3 separate regions of the Mus musculus genome follow, and regions 1 and 2 are each linked to region 3. The links are chromatin contacts, called in public promoter capture Hi-C maps. All regions are on one chromosome and are shown on one strand. The core of a region is the stretch at or near the end of the contact, and the rest is flanking DNA. Distances in the headings are between cores, read along the strand shown.

Region 1 (3,268 bases), core at 479-2,978, 6.1 Mb after region 3:
TATTTGGGCTTTGTGCTGACAAGTTCTCACGTCAACTTGATACAAGCTAGAGTTGTCTGAGAGGAGGGAATCTCAGTTTCAGGAAATGCCTTCCTAATATCAGGCTGCAGGCAAGGGTATTTTCAGGCTGAAGGGTATTTTCTTAATTAGTGATTGATGAGAGAGATGGTCCCATCCCTGGGCTGGTGATCCTGGGTTCTATAAGAAAGCAGGCTGAGCAAGCCAGTAAGCAGCGCCCCTCCATGGCCTCTGCATCAGTTCCTGTCTCCGGATCCCTACCCTGTTTGAGTTCCTGTCCTGACTTCCTCCAGTGATGGGCTACAATCTGGAAGTCTAAGCCAAATAAACCCTTTCCTCCCCCAACTTGCTTTTTGGTCACGGTGTTTTATCACAATAGAAACCCTAACTAAGGCTTAAAGACATTTCCTCCATACATACCTTTTTAAGGGGGAGGGGGGATGGTTTGATTTTATTTGTATGAGTGCTTTGTTTGCATCTGTGTATGTATACCACATTCGTGCCTGGGAACTGGAGTTATGGATGGTTGTAAACCACCATTTGGGTGCTTGGAATCAAACCTGTCTTGTGTAAGAACATTAAGTGCTCTTAACCACAGAGCCATCCCCCTAGCCCCACTAGCTCCCTTTGACCACTCTCCCGACCAGTCAGTCACATACAAAGAAGTCATTCTGCCCACAAGGTTCATGAGTGGCTGAATGGGAACTGCCGAAGCCCTTGCACTTGCTGGGGTATTTATTCTACTTCGTAACTCTCCCTGGTACAGTTGGCAGGAATCTGGACCTGGAATCTGAACAAGAAAGCCTAGCGTCATGCTGAACAATTCTCAAAAATGCCTGCTTCAGAATTCCTGGAGTCTGAGTATGTCCCCAAGGCAAAGGGACTCTGCAGTTGAGCCCATTGGCCCTGTGATACCCAGGTCCAATGTAGTAGGTGGCATGATGACGATAGATGTCGGTTATGAAATGTGACAGACTCAACTTCCCATTCCTGATTTTGGTGTAAAGGAAGGCCCATTGGCAAAGAAATGCAGGTGACCTCTAGACGCTGAAAAAGGCAAGATCCTTGGAAGAACAAGCCCAGCTGACACCTTGCTTTCAGCCGACTAGATCCACCTCAGACTCTTCCCTCTTCAGAGATAAGAGAGAATTAGTCTGTGGGGGCTGGGCTGTAGCTCAGCTGGCAGAGTACACGTCTAAGGCACTGGGTTCAATCTTTAACGCTACCACTAGGCTTAGTAAAACCCCAGGAGTATGGAGGTAGTGGTAAGAGAATAAGGAGTTCAAGGACTCCTTGATTATATGGGGATTCTGAGGCCAGGCGGGGCCTCAAAGAATAAGATAAGTTTGTTTTGTTTTGTTTTTAGTGTGCTACCGATCAAATCCAGGGCCTTAAGCATGCTAATCAAATAGTCTACAATATAAAATTTATTCCTAATAACAATAAATCAACGGTCAAAAAAAAAAGGTTAAACCTGAAAGCATCTCTTTCTCTTCTATCCAGCTGTTGCCTGAGCTCAGGTCCCTAGGAAGTAGAAAGTGTGGGTTCATGGAACCTATCCAATTCACCTGTTCTCCCAGCACATGGGACTTCAACCTCCAACACGCGCTCGCCGCGGCCGGCGGGCGGCGCTGCGGCCACCGACCGGCCGGATGCTAATGAGCCCGGAGGCCCCGCCCCCTGCCGGAAGTGGCTGCGGCGGGGGCGGGCACTGCGAGAGGGGCCTGGCGGCCGTGCGGGAGCCATGGCGGCCACGGAGGCGGCGGCGGCCGATTCTGCGGGTCCGGCCCCGGGTGTCCCGGCCACGCCGGCGAGCACGCGGGGAGCCGCCGCCGCCTCTAGCCCGTGGAGGCCGCCCGAGTCGCGACTGCAAGGCAGCCGGCCGAGACCGGCCAGGGCTCGGGCCGCGGCCCCGGTGCCACCGGCCCGGGAGCTGATCCAGCCGACTGTGAGCGAGCTGTCCCGGGCTGTGCGCACCAATATTCTGTGCACCGTGCGCGGCTGCGGCAAGATCCTGCCCAACAGCCCTGCGCTCAACATGCACCTCGTCAAGAGCCACCGACTGCAGGTGAGCGGGCCGCGGCGGGGACGCGGGCGCGGGGTGTGCGGGGTTTGCGCCGTGCCCTGCCACCTGCGCCCGACCGACCGAGCACGGCGAGAGCGCGGGGGAGCGCGCACAACGCACCGGGCAAGCAGCTTCTCGGTGGCGTGCCCACAACACCTCGGGGAGCCTGCCTGTTTACTCAGGTTCCAAGGATGAGCGACAGGTGATGTCGCCAAGGCACCCAGATGCAACCCCGCAGGCTTTCCGCCCCTCCCACGAAACTGCCGGTGGGTCCTACCTGGTCACTCAAAAGCGGCTGCGGGTTGGGTTGGACTCTGGGCACTTGAGCTGCAAGTTTCACGAGGCTGCTGAGATCAACTCTGCGCAGGAAGGAGAGGGGAGGGAGGTTTCTCCCGTGGATCTGTAAGGAGGAGGTTCACCGGTAGCTGGTATGACGGATGTCTGACCAAGACCTCTCCGTGTTACATAAATGGGGACGGTGGCTTTCAAACCCATGGTATACTCTGGAAGCTTGGGGGAGGAAATCAGATGTTAGGGCCCCCATGCCAGACCTGTTAAGTCACAGCTGCTCAGCTTTTACAGTAGAAAGCTTCCTTTCACCGTCAGATCTCAGTGCCCCCAGTGCTCCAACTGGAAAACGCAAGTCACTGAAAGCAGTTTTGTGCGCCTTTCCCCTGGTCAGATTTGAGTCATTACTTGGAGGGTTGCAGGATCTCTCTGACCTGCAGGTGAATTCACCGTGGGCATCCCCCACCCCCACCCCTGAGAACTCCCCAACTGTAACTTTTAGGTTTTACTCTGTAGTAAGGCCAATAAGTGTAGTAAGGCCAACAAAAGGCAACAGTGATGTCAGGGAAAGGTCAGTCAGGAAATGTCAGCAGGGGCAAGCTGAGGAAGTTCTGTGTAAAGGTTTGAGCCTCGTTCCAGAACACAACTCACTACAGGCTCCAACCTGAAGCTTCCTCTTTCATCCTAAATGTTAAATTCTCTCTTTCTCTCACCATGATTTAGGGGGGTGGAGAGTGAGTGTGCCTGTAATAATTCCATGGCCTAATCCCTCAGCTCCTTACAACTTGCATTCAACAACGGTCACCAGCCTTCAGTGTTGTCCCCCTTGCTGATAGGATAGTTCATGTCCTTGTATAGCCCAAACTATCCTCAAACTCACCATGTAGCTGAGGATAA
Region 2 (3,585 bases), core at 785-3,284, 5.5 Mb before region 3:
GTCTTTGGGGTCCTCTACTCAAATAGTTATCAACCTTAATGTCATTAAGTGGTTTTTGCCCTCAGTCCAATTTTACCCTTTAATGCCGACTGCTCTCCCAATCTGAGGTCCCTAGTGACACTTGGACTTTAATGCCAACTGCACTCTCAATCTGAGGTCCCTAGTGACATTTGGGCTCATGTTCTTCTATTCTCTACTCACAAAGCTGACGGTTTAGACAAGGCTAACCCAGACTTCCCCGATCCCAGCTCTACTGGAGAAAGTTACCCAAGAGAGTAACCATTAGAGGCATGTGACTTCTCTCAGCTTCCGTGTCTGAAGTATATGAAGATGTGAAGGCATTTTAAAACCACCTAGATCAGTTCTTCAGGGACTGGATGGCTGTTAGCAGCATTTCTACCTTTGCAACATCACCATATTAATAGCTCCAAATTTTATCCAATGGAGCTAGATTCCTTTTACAGTTTCCTTCTATGTTCAGCCTTGCTAATCCATATATAGTCCAGTTTCAGTGCCCCTCGTGAAAAACCTGGGTTCACCACTAATCTCACAGTCCAGACCTCCATGCCTGGTTGGGCCTGCTGCTCCCAGAACACCCCCAGCCCATCCTCACTACCAACACAGCATCTCTTTTCCCGTATGTGGGGCTCTTTCTGCAAAGTCCTTCTACAGTGACTTCACTAGCCCCGCTGTGTTTTCTCCTTTCTTCTCAGATGCTAAGTACATACGCAGTACTCACCCAGTATTTACTGGACTAAAGATAGTCCTTTGCCTCTACTTTCACCAAAGGTTTGCTCAGGGAAGGGGTGGGGGATAAAGGAGATTACTATTCAGAGGAAAATGACTAGGACCAGAGAGGAGAGACATGAGGAAGAGTATGGATGGGACTGGGATGACTAAGCCCCCATCCCTAGGGGGCTAAGAGGGAAGACTGGACTAAGAGAGTGGCTGACCTATCTTCTGAATGATCAACCCTGGGAGCCATGCTAAAGGACAACATGTCTTAATGGAAAGGATCATACATAATTCATTATCCTGAGAAATGCCTTTCTAGCACTAGAGGAGTAGAGATAGGGGTGGAGTGGTCATCCCATGAGAGCACCCCAAAAGATTACTACTACTGGTAACCCATGGGGTTTACAGGGATGAATAGATACCTTCTGGGGCCAAAAGGGAATAGGATGTCACGACTCAAGGGAAAAGGCCTGACTTCCTAGGGCAACGAGAGGGGGTTGCCAACCCTCAGGGCAAAATGGATAGAGAAGCCATTTCAAAAAAGGTGCAAGACACAAAGCCTGCATCTGTATCTCCTTGCCCCTGGCTAAAGGAACAAACACCCCATGGGGTTGAATAATACAGGGGCAGCCATCACTAGGGGTCTAGAATGAGGAGCAGGCTTGTCTTACATTAAGGACATTGGGTATGGTCCCCAGAACTAGGGGGCGGGAGCAGTCTATTTCCAACTGCGAGGACGGTGGGGGAGGGGTGGAGGAAATGGAACGACCATTCCAAGGGGCCAATGGGGATAAAATTGATTACCCTTCAGGGACGGTGGAGCGGACATCTTCTAGAACTGAGGGGGAGGGAACGGCCATCTCAAGGGAAAGGGATGGGCAGTGAGTCCGTCCTCATTGAGGTGACAGAGCAGCCATCTTCTGGGGCCAATGGGTAAAGAGGGAATGGTATCCCAACCGAAGGGGTCGAAGTGGCCCCAAAGAGGACCGTTACCCAGAGTTTTCAGGTCGTGGGATCCGCCGGGCGGCTCGTTTCCGCCTGGCGGGAGGTGCCGGGCGAGCTGTCAGATAGCCTTTCCCCAAAGCTCGGGACCCCGAAGGCGGGGCCTGTCCCCGACCAAGGCCTGAAGGACCGCTCGCTTCCTCTCACCTCCAGAGGCAGCGAGTCCGCCATCGCAGTTCTGCCGTCTCCGCCCCCACGCAAGGTTTTCTGGGAAGTGTAGTCCCACCGACTCAGGGGGCGGGGCTTCGGAAGGAAATGAAATCCACTTCCGCCCAGGAGCGAACGATTGCGCTCTTTACCGGAAGTGCATGTGCTGCCGATGTGGTGTCTACTGACTGCAGTTCCAGTTACTCGCCCTTGTTTCAGTGGCTGGGTGTCTGCTGCGCACCATGGCGGTAAGGGACAAGGCGTGGTCTGCACCGGCAAAGCTTTCCCGATGTTGGGAAAGTAAAAACAGAAGGGCTCGAAGGCATAAGGCACTGGGCCAGAGAGGGGCGCCACCCAATGGACTGTGCTAGACCGAACGGGATGCGGGGAGAGTGGCCGTGCAGGACTACACCAGGACTAGTGTTGGAGGCTAGGGCGGGCGCGGGCGAGGGTAGTTGCCAGTTCCAGATCTAAACCACTACCCCAGAGGGACGCCATTAAGTTCCGCTGGAGTTTTCCCGGAGAGGATCTCAACCCAAAGCTGAACCTTACGAGGAAAGCCAAAGAAGATACTAACGTAATTTGAATTGTTTTGGGGTGAGCATTAGGCGATCATAACTGGGGGTACAGTAAAGTCGGTGTCCTAACTATATTAGGAAGATGGACTAGAGGAGTGGTCGGTATCTCAGGGATTGCTAGGGTTGACAAAGCACGCTAAGGACTTGGCTGCGGGGTAGATAAAGCTGCAGGTAACCAGGCTGGTACAGGGAGTGAGGAGGACTGAGGCAAAACAGCTCTGACAGCATCTCACCAACCCTCCGCAGCCCAAAGGAAAAGTGGGTACCAGAGGGAAGAAACAGATATTTGAAGAGAACAAAGAAACTCTCAAGTTTTACCTTCGGATCATACTGGGAGCCAACGTAAGTTGCTTGCCTTGTGCTTTCTCTGCCCTCTCATTCCTATCTGATTAGGAGCGCTGGCAAATGACAGCCAAGGCTCCAAAAGAGAACGTTGTAAAGAAATGAAGCCAGGCAGACACCAGCCTGTAATCCCTGCACCAGGGAGGCTCAGGCAGAAAGATGGGCGGTTTGAAGTTAGCTTTGAGTAACAAAGAAATCCTATCTCAAAAAAAAAAATTAAAAATAAAAATAAAAAGGGGTGATGGGGTTAATAAGTGAAGCTGGCCATAGTGGCATATAACTGTATTTCTAGCTATTTGGAAGACTGAGGTCAGAGTGTTGAGTGGTAACCAGAGCCCCACAGAAAGACTGAAGTCTCATTCGAGAGAGTGAGAGCAGGTGTAGCGCCGTGGTGGAGCCCTTGGCTAGGCTCTGCCAGCATCGCCAGCAAACACTGCCCTCCTCCCCCCAAAGTATCCAGGGACTGAGTGGTCAGAGCACTTGTCGCTCTTACAGAGGACCTCGGTTCCACTCCAGGGGCACCACATGGTAGCTCGAAACCTTCTCATTGAGTGGATCCAATGCCCTCTTGTGACCTCTATGGTACCAGGCACAGCGTCAGGCACATGGTGCACATAGATACATTGCAGGCAAAAACACTCATACATGTAAAATGTATTTTAATTTTAAACCATTTAAAAAAAAAAAGTAGCCAGGCACAGAAGAAATATGAACTAGACATAGAAGCAAAACATGAAGAAATGAAGGGGAAACAAAGCAAAACAACAATAAATAAATAAAA
Region 3 (3,739 bases), core at 3-2,502:
AGGATGAATTTTTTTGAGAAACCAACAAGACAGCTTTCTGCTACAGATACCGAGAATCTTACTCAATGCCTACACTATAATTCAGTTAGCGAAACTGTTAACGCTACATATAAGCAAATGAAGTTATACCTCTAAGATTTAGTCCTAAAATACCTAATAAACTAATATCTCTAAGGCTTATCCCTAAAGGTTGAACTGGCACTGGCAGCTTGAGGGTAGAGGACCTCACAATTTACAAGGCTGTCACGGATGAGTTCCGGCTGCACCATAAGCAGCGAACGTGATGTTATGACTTTGGACATTTGCTTTAACAGGGGGGAAGATGGTACCTTGCCTCGTAAGGCTCTGTATGCAGAATTTCGTGTTTGAGGCTACGAGAAGGAAACCTATGGCCTTGGGCAAGTGCTCTCTACCATTAGGTTTGGAGGATTAAAATGAGCACCTACTCACTCAACACCAAAACAAACGGATCTCCTGGCTTACTGAAGAGGTGCTTCCTGGAGGAATATCCGGTATCAGGTAACCGTAACAGCCAAACCGTGGAAAGCTTCCTCCCCCGCCTCTGCCTATAATCTCCGGTTCCACCATCACCTCCTTTTTATCTTGCACAGTCTTCAAATGGGTACTATTAGCCTTCGGGTTTTTTTTTTCTTTCTTTTACAGTAAACAGAGGTTCAGAGGAGAAACAACATTTTGCCTAACTACCAAATGCACAAGTTCAAACCAGATCCCCGGCTCCCGGGCGGTTTCTGATAGTTGCACATTTTGAACAAACAGAATTTTTACCCCTTGCTGATTGAATAGTCTTTCAATCTCGAGTCTTCCTATGCAGCCTCGGTGGGACTCCCACTTCCTCAACCTCCCCCGCGTGGTGGAAATACACGAGTGTGCCACCACGTTAAACTCGCAAGCCTTAAAGGACTCGTTCCCACTCTGAAGACACAAGTGGGCGAAGAGTCCACGAGGCCATTTGCCCACGGCAAGCATTTCCCTAACCTCACGCCTACCGAACCTCTCGGGCCTAAAACTGCCCCTGCGGCTCCGGCCGAGGTGCCGGGCAGCTCTCTCCTATGAGCGCTCTCCACTTCCTCCGCGACAGAGAAGCTGGGAGGCCACTTCTTTACCCTGCTGCAAGAAGGATGGCTTCGGTACCCGACGGATGCTGAATCGCTTCAAGGCCTAAGCCACCGCCACTGCCGATCCGCCGGCGTCCGCCATTAGCCTTCAAGACGGGCCTTCGGGTGCCGCGCGACGGGAAAAAGGTATCTAGCCCCCGCCTGATAAATAGATGTAAATTTGGGATGTTTTCATCTTGCACCTGAAGACTAATGAGTTATCTAAAATTTATACGTTACGGTAAGTTTTCTGTAAAATAGAAGGTTAGTTTTAAAAATAGACTTCCAATGGTTTTGATCGGGCATATCTGTGGGCAGCCCCAAAGGTCACCGCGCCAACGCAGAGGGGACCTCGCAAGCCCGGAAGCGCCCACCGGGAGCCAAGATGGCGGAGGTGGAGTCTCCGCTGAAATTGTCAGGAGCTCCTCCGCCACCGGAGGGGGTGGGAGGAGGACACTGCTCCGAAATCTCCACCGAGCTCATTCGCTCTCTGACAGAGCTGCAGGAGCTGGAAGCTGTGTACGAACGACTCTGTGGCGAGGAGGTGGGGAGCTGAACCTCCTTTTTCCTGGAGGATCCGGTGGCAGAGGGCATCACGGGTGTCGATCGCTTTACCAGGGAAAACGAGAAAGCAGCTTCCCAAGAGGCTTTAATGTAGTTGGGCATTTGGGTACACCTGTCAGTTCTACTCAAGCTTATTTGACCTGTTACCTGGACTACTTCCTTGGTCTGCCTCCGTATTGATTTCCCTGACGAGTAAAACTGGAAGTGGTGTGTGTGTGTGCGCGTACATGTATGTATTACATGCACACATACATATGTGTATACCGAATTGGCTTGACTTCAGAATAAGAATTGCTTTGGCTTGGGAAGTGAAAAGTTACGAAAGTTTCTTCTCGACTCATTTAAAGGAGAAGTTCCTTTCTATTTAGCTTGAAGGTCTAAGACTTTTTCTCTTGGAAGAAATGATTATGTGTGTATTTTTAGCATTTCAGTTAAGTGTAGGCATTTGGATGTTTTCTTATTTTGAGACGGCCTCGGTGTTGCCCATATTGTCTTCAAATTGGCTACCTTCCTAGAGCAACCTCTCAAGCTACTGGCATTATAGGCGAGCTCACAACTCCCTAGAAGTTTGAAATCTCCCTGTTAGGACTTTGAAGTTTTAAGACTAAGGCGCAGCTGTCTGGTCTCGGACAAGTGATTTCATCTCTTGTACCTCGGATGTGTGGTCAATCAAGTAACAGGTGTGGAAAGGATTCGGCTTCCTTTCTATTAATAGCATGCTATATCTCTTTATATACGTTTGTTTCTTTTCCATGGCAGTCTGGTGCTGTCAGTTCGTGGATGGATTCCTTGCAAGTCAGAAGATGTAACCTCTCACCTAAAAACCTTGGCAGCTGTTTTTCCCAGGGAACTTTTTTTTTTTTTCTTTTTAGATAGGCTCTAACTATCTAGCCCTACCTGGCCTGCAACTCACTATGTAGACCAGGCTTGCAGTGAACTCAGTAATCTGCCTGCCGCTGTCACTCAAGTGCTGGGATTAATGTCATGCAGCTCTCAAAGCGCTCTGAATAGAGGAAAAGAGAGTTGTTACTACCTTTGAATGTTTTCAAGTACTGCCTTGCATCTGCTCCAGCAGTTCCCACACAAGTAGTGGTTTAAAGTTGAGTGCTCTTGACTTAACATTCCTAAGTCTATATTCTTTGAAGCAATTAATACATTGGGGAAATTTTTGCGGTCTTATAAAATGTAGTAGCGTTGGCTTTGTGTTTGTTTTTAATGACTGCAAATTTTCCTCTGCATCCGTCTTAAGACTGCCTTTATTAAACTATTTAGCTAAGACTGTGGAACTGTTTTCTGCACACTGTGTTATGTGCCTTTATTATCCTGTTTTATTTGCACAGAAATCCTATAAGGTACATATTGAAATCCGATGAGGTACATATTGCTCTCCTTACTTCATAGGAAAAAAAAACCAGAAATTGAGCTAAATATGCTGTATACCTGTAATCCCAGCATGCAAGAGGCTGAAGCAATAGGATCTAAAATTCATGAACTACACAAAACTCCTGTCTCAAAGGTGCATAAATTGAGGTAGCACAATAAATAAATAGCTTCACTGGCGTAGAAATATAATCACCCCCTCTGAACACTAAGTATGCAGAAAGAAGGGATTAAAAAAAAAGAAATTTATGGTCTCTTTGGCAATTTCATTTCTTTAGCTACTATATTTTATTTTGTTCCTTTTAAAAGTGTATGTGTATGAGGAAGCAAGTGTGTCATAGCACAAGTGTAGAAGTTGGGGGACAACTTCAAAATTGCTGTGTGAATGCAGACGATCAAATTCTAGTCATCAGACTTGGAGGGAGGAGTCCTCCTCCAGTCCTTGTTTTGATTCTGAGACAGGATCTCAAATTGCCTACATGGTCAAAACTGGCATTTACTTCTGTTCCTCCTGCCCGCCTCCTGAATGTGGAATAACAAGGGAACATCACACATCTGGATGAGCCACTACATTTTATAGCGTCATTGTTTAGAACACTGCACAAGTGTTGAATATTTATTTGTTTCCATTGTGTTAGTCATCTGCTAGATAGAATAAGATATACTGAAAAACAAACGGG

What was found. Promoter capture Hi-C pulls out the DNA fragments that hold promoters and counts their contacts.
Region 1: a promoter capture Hi-C map of cranial neural crest shows a contact between it and region 3. The contact joins the promoter of Atmin here to the promoter of Sf3b3 in region 3. A contact is called at or near these places in 2 of 39 promoter capture datasets (cranial neural crest and liver).
Region 2: a contact with region 3 is called in a promoter capture Hi-C map of pre-B cells, with 4 times the contacts expected there. The contact joins the promoter of Tmem208 here to the promoter of Sf3b3 in region 3. A contact is called at or near these places in 3 of 39 promoter capture datasets (cranial neural crest, liver and pre-B cells).

What each region holds. Positions count from the first base shown.
Region 1 is chr8:116,941,665-116,944,932 of GRCm38.p6, forward strand. It overlaps Atmin (ATM interactor), which reads left to right and starts at 1,729. Exons shown (of 4, transcript NM_177700.4): 1 at 1,729-2,086. The coding sequence starts at 1,763. It also overlaps a transcript of Cmc2 not described here.
Region 2 is chr8:105,324,343-105,327,927 of GRCm38.p6, forward strand. Tmem208 (transmembrane protein 208) reads left to right here and starts at 2,035. Exons shown (of 6, transcript NM_025486.3): 1 at 2,035-2,132; 2 at 2,709-2,804. The coding sequence starts at 2,127. Lrrc29 (leucine rich repeat containing 29) reads right to left here and starts at 1,926. Exons shown (of 7, transcript NM_001368408.1): 1 at 1,885-1,926. The coding sequence starts at 1,908.
Region 3 is chr8:110,845,551-110,849,289 of GRCm38.p6, forward strand. It overlaps Sf3b3 (splicing factor 3b, subunit 3), which reads right to left and starts at 1,253. Exons shown (of 26, transcript NM_133953.2): 1 at 1,125-1,253. Cog4 (component of oligomeric golgi complex 4) reads left to right here and starts at 1,474. Exons shown (of 19, transcript NM_133973.2): 1 at 1,474-1,659. The coding sequence starts at 1,501.